Linked DNA regions of Mus musculus: region 1 is linked to region 2. Evidence: chromatin contacts called from public promoter capture Hi-C data. All regions are on one chromosome and are shown on one strand. The core of a region is the stretch at or near the end of the contact, and the rest is flanking DNA. Distances in the headings are between cores, read along the strand shown.

Region 1 (2,700 bases), core at 85-2,584, 480 kb before region 2:
CATTGAGAAAGCAAGGGTAAAAACAACTGACAGAACCTGAACACGTTGAAGTCGTTCCTGATCAGATTTACTGCATTCACTCAATGTGTCTCCAGACAAAAACTATAACCTGGGAACAGAAATCCTAAGTGGGTGTCAGGTGATGGTGGCGCACACCTTTAATCCCAGCACTAGGGAGGCGGAGGCAGGAGGATCTCTTGAGTTTGAGGCCAGCCTGGTCACGAATAAATGCGTAAGGGGATTTATAGTTTTCTGGTCTACTGAGTGAGTTCCAGGACAGCCAGGGCTACACAGAGAAATCCTGTCTAGAAAATGAGAGAAGGGGAGTGGGGAGGAGAGAAACGACTGAACCATTAGAAACAGTACAGAAAGTTGACATAGGGCAAAGCTGCAAAGGATCTGACGGACAAAGCCTTTAATCTCCTTTTAAGGGTTTCCTATGGGACCAGGCTAGGGAGGTGGGGGAGGTGAGTCCTTGTACAGTTATATACAGAGCTGATCCCCAGGAAAGCAGAGTCATCAATTTCCTTAGAACATTCTCAGCCATCTTAAAGGGGCGGAAATTAAGAAGCCAGCATATCTTAAGGAATTCTCTGCATGTAAGAAGTAAAAATATAAACTGAACACACAACCTAGTGATTAACCAAAAGTCCACACACTTCGAATCACATTCAAAACATCTTTTCATCAAATGAAAAACTCAAGGTGTAATAGCTTATTATCCATAAATCTAACAACTTAAAACTGTATGAGATCTCCATCTGCTGGATGAAACACATCGGCTTGGAGCCATTGCTTAGCCTGAATGAAGCAGCAGGCAGAGGGACGCCAGGGGTTCGAATCCTGGCTGCCTGGCCATTCAATTGCCACCGCCTGTACCTACAGCAGATAAAGTTCCTCCCCAGCCTCCCAGGAGAAGAGTTTGGCAGGTTTAATGGGCATTTCACGTCCTTCTCCTAACGAGAGAATTGAGCTGTCAAGAGTGGAGCACAAATGAGCGCGGCCGCAGAGACTGCCCATCCCCGCAGAGCACCGCGGAGCCCGGCCCGGCGGTCGAGGCTGTCAAAGTAGCAAAGCCGGGGCCGCAGGGACACCGCCTCCCGCCTCCCCAATCTCCTCCGTCTGACCTGGCCTGCTGGTTTCCTTTCAATCACGCGGGCCGCCGCCGCGGGGCTCACAAACTGGAAGTACAGCCACAGCCCGCCACGGGAGGGCGTTAGCGGCGCCGCAACAGCCTGCGGGCCAGGACGGAGGTAGGACCGAGAGCGCTCGGCACCCGGGGACGCTACTCCCGGTTTCCGCTCCGCCTCCCGGCCACCCTTCCCCCATTCTCCGGCCAGGGCCTACTGCGCGCGGCATTGTGGGGAATGTAGTCCCGCCTTGCGGAGAGACAGCACGTGCTGTTGGCCCAGGGGCTCAGGGCGACGCGGTTGCTTAGCAACTAAGAGGCGCAGCAGCTGCATTGCTACTAGAGAAAACTCAGCACCCTATTCGCCACTAGTGGTGAAGCATCCTACTATCTACCTTCCACTAGAAAAGAAACCCCTAATGCTGTTGTCTGACACTAGAGGGCATCCTAGTGTTGGAGAGTCCAATGTCCCCATGGTGCTCCTGAAGGTCCTCACTCAGGGAAATAGGATAAAAAAATAACTAAAAGGACTAAAGACTAATAGAAACAAACTATCCTTTTCTGAGGACTGGAGACCTAGCTCAAAAGTTCAGACAGTTTGCTGAGGGACCAGAAGACCAGAGTTCAATTACCAGCTCCCACATCAAGAGGTTCATAATCTCTTGGAACTCCAGCTCCAAGGGATCCCATCTGCTTCTGGCCTCTGCAGACCTCAGCACACTCACACACAATTACATGAATACAAATAAAGTGTTTTAAAGATATTCTTGTCACGGATGGTATAAATATGTATACACATGACAAATACAAAACAACTTGTAGACAAATTATTACAATTAATAAGAGTTTAACAAAGTTAATACATTTTTAAAAAATCAAGTACTTCGGGACTTGGTATGCAGCTTAGTGGTAGAACACTTGGCTAGCATGAATATGGCCCTGATTAAATGCTCAGCACACACAAAATTACACGTTAAAAAGTCAAATTGGGCTGGAAAGATGGCTGAGCCCTTGTGCTTAGAGAGCACTCGGGTTTAGTTTCCAGAATCCACATGGTGGCTCACAACCATCTGTCACCCCATTTCTGGATATCTGACAGTCTTCCTCTGGCCTCACCAGGAATACAGTTGGTACACTAAGGTATATGCAAGCAAAATACCAATACTCATAAAATTCTCTCTCCCTCTGTCTCTCTCTATCTGTGTGTGTATATGTCTCTGTGTGTGCCTCTCTCTGTGTGCCTCTCTGTGTGCATCTCTCTCTCTGTGTCTCTGTGTGTGTCTCTGTGTGTCTCTCTCTCTGTGTCTCTGTGTCTTTCTCTGTGTGTTTCTCTCTCTCTCTCTCTCTGTCGCTCTTTCACACATACATACACACACACACACACACACACACACACACACACACACACCAAACAAAACAGGAGGACCTGGAAATCAAATGCAGCCTGGGAAAGACAGTTTTAACAGCAACAAACAAAAGACAAGCCTTAAGAGTGGAATGAGACCCTTGAAATATATAAATCAAGAAAGGCCTTGTACTCAGAATGTACAAAGAATTTTAATCACAAGAAA
Region 2 (2,700 bases), core at 145-2,644:
AGGGAAGCAAAGGGACCGCCATCCCTGTGCTCTCAGACAGCCCTGGACCTTCATGATGCCACACTCACCACGATCCCAGTCCAGAAGGGGGCGCCTTCGGAATACATGGCTAAATAATGGCCTATGTAGAGGGTTCCACCCAGAACCACACTCAGAGCCCCCAGCACAGTCTGCACCACCTGGAAGAGAGAGGACTTGAAACACAGCTCTCCAGCAGCAGGGCTACCTGTTAGCTGCAACTGTCTGTACACACAGACAAAATCAACTCAATGTCTTAGGAGGACAGATGTATAGAGGAGGCCAGAGGAAAATATGGCCCAAATGAGGGTCCCTCCCTGGGCCCATCAAGCACGTAGCTACTCTCACCCAGGAGGCCACCAGCACTCTGCTGCTGCCCTGGCTCTGGGTGGAAGCGGATGCTGGAATCCTTAGCAATGAGCATCCGGCCAGCAGAAGTTTGGCCAGAGCAGACTCCTGGTGGATGTGCACATCAATGTGGGTGGGTTGTGGAGCCTCAGGGTCCACCTTGCCGACGACTGCAGTCTCCATGTCTGTGGACATCGTCTGTGAGGGAGAAAAGGAAAAGCAGGAAGAAATATTTGGCAGATGTTTCAGAGGCGGCTTGGAGTTGGGGGCTAACAGAGACACAGAATGGCTGCCCCTGGCTGTGGAGCTGTATCTTCAGCTCTTTTGGAGGGTTGTCTGTCAGGGAAGCCTGATGCTGGAGTACCCGCTTCACCCCACATTTGCTTTGTGCCCCACTGCCATGGTCTTCAGGAGCCTGATGTTTGGATCAAGCAGAACGCACACAACCTATCTCTTCACCCAACCTCTGATTGGATCTCTTCTCCCCAGCATTTTCTGAATCCAGGTCAGAGGCCAAGCCCCTTAAACAGTGTCCCCCTCTAACTGCCCCATAAGCTTCTGTTGCAATTATCTCTTCCCTACCAGGGTCCCAGGGACCACCTCACCCAGACGCCACCATCTCCTTGGATGAACGACAAGCACTGACTGACCCTGTCCCCACAGAATTGAGTGGTAGAGATGGAGGCCATACCTGTCCCTGGAGGCACACCCCAGTGTGTCCACTCCCCTAGCAAGCTCGCAGGGCGTCAGACTGGATGGATCTGGATGGACTGGGAAACGAGCTATGCTAAAGTGATGGTGGGCTGTCTTACCTGATTCCTCTGGGACCGGGGAAGTGTGCAGCAGGGAAGGCCAGAGCTCACACAGAGGCGCTGGCAGTAGTTGAGAACTTCAGCCCTGGCAGGAGGAAGAACCTGGGTGGGAGCCAGAAGGGGAGGGGGAATGGGCAGACCTCAACACTTCCTGGCAGGCAGCTGGGACTGAGGGCCCCTTTAGGGGTTTTCCAGCAGGCAGCTCCTCACTGGGCACTGGAGAGCTGGAGAAGGTGGGCGAGGTAAGAGCTGGGGTTGGCACTGATTGTTCCTGTGGAATCCTTTGATTGCACAGTGCTCTCTCTCCCAGTCAGGGATAGAGCTTTCTGAGCAGGTGCTGGCCTGTGCCACCTTGGGTGTATGAGTGTATCTGTGTCACCTGTATCCCTGCTCCAGCAGGCCTGATCATCTACTCCTGATGGACCCCCCTCAAGTGGGGCCCTTTCCTGTCAGCTACTTGCTGGCAAACTGAGAGACTCCATGTCAGGCCCCATCCCTCCACCCCCTTCTTGCTCTCCTCTCTCTGGGGTCAGCTTTAAGCCAGCTCCTCCCAGACCTCTCAGTTCCAGCCCCACCCATCGCAGAGGACAGCAGGTGAGACAGGACCCTTCACGGCCCCTTGGTAGCCCCCTTTTGAAGCATAGGGTTCCTTCTTCTCTGGAAGAGTCTCCAAGTCTACTCCTCAAGCTCCATCTTGGCTCAGGATGCTTCTCCTTCCTTCTATCTCTGCTTTCCTGTAGGACTCTGGGGAGGGAGGGATGTGTTGGACAGAGGATGTGACTCTGGAAACAGGGCTGAGGCTGGGGAGGTCAGAGTCTGGCTTTACCTTCCATAGTTATCAGTGCCTCACGCCTGCGTTCTAAGAGCAGGGCCTTTGAGACCACGCAGAGGTGGGACAGCTGTGGGGACACGGGGTGTTCTTTTTCTTTGTTTCTGAACACTGGGAGGAGGGATATCAGAGAGCCACTATCTGGAGCGGTGCCAGAAGTGGTGAGAGGCTTCTTGGTGCCTAGGGCTTTAGTTCCTGCTCTGCAGAGGAAGCAGAGGGATTCTGGGTGGCCAGGGCAGGGATAGCACTGGGGGTCTAGAGGGGGCCAGCACCCAGACAACTGAGACTTTATTCCTGGAACCTCAAGGGAAGGTGTGAACCTGAGGCCTTCATTTGTGTTTCTCTTCGTCCCTCCTGAAAAGTTGTCAGACTCCTGTGCTTTCGGCTCTGAGGTGCACGGGTGAGTGGAAGGTGCTCCGTGGCGTGGGGGAGAACATGAAGGGATGCAAAGGGAAGTGACTGGAGTGGCCGTCAATATCCAGTCAGAACTGATGCTTAACCAGACTGCCCAGGAGAGCCACTGGGCAGAACTTCTTTTGGACAGAGGCAAGCCATCAGAGGGGCTAAATGGTTGTTATAAGCCCATAACAGGAGACAGTGGGAAGCTGTGTTAAGCTCTGTGCTGATTAGAATGGAGGCCACGCTGAGGAAGTAATCAGGCAGAATATGAAGACCTCATGGGCCTGCCTGAGG

Evidence for each region. Capture Hi-C pulls out chosen DNA fragments and counts their contacts.
Region 1: a promoter capture Hi-C map of liver shows a contact between it and region 2. The contact joins the promoter of Ccdc126 here to the promoter of Tmem176b in region 2. A contact is called at or near these places in 2 of 39 promoter capture datasets (the 3T3-L1 cell line and embryonic stem cells), 3 of 115 datasets of contacts at active chromatin or transcription factors (astrocytes, microglia and pancreatic cancer cells) and 1 of 9 other capture datasets (liver).

Annotation. Positions count from the first base shown.
Region 1 is chr6:49,317,908-49,320,607 of GRCm38.p6, reverse strand. It overlaps Ccdc126 (coiled-coil domain containing 126), which reads right to left and starts at 1,334. Exons shown (of 3, transcript NM_175098.6): 1 at 1,128-1,334.
Region 2 is chr6:48,840,068-48,842,767 of GRCm38.p6, reverse strand. Tmem176b (transmembrane protein 176B) reads left to right here and starts at 1,394. Exons shown (of 7, transcript NM_001164207.1): 1 at 1,394-1,772. Tmem176a (transmembrane protein 176A) reads right to left here and starts at 1,285. Exons shown (of 7, transcript NM_025326.4): 1 at 1,179-1,285; 2 at 367-564; 3 at 69-179. The coding sequence starts at 561.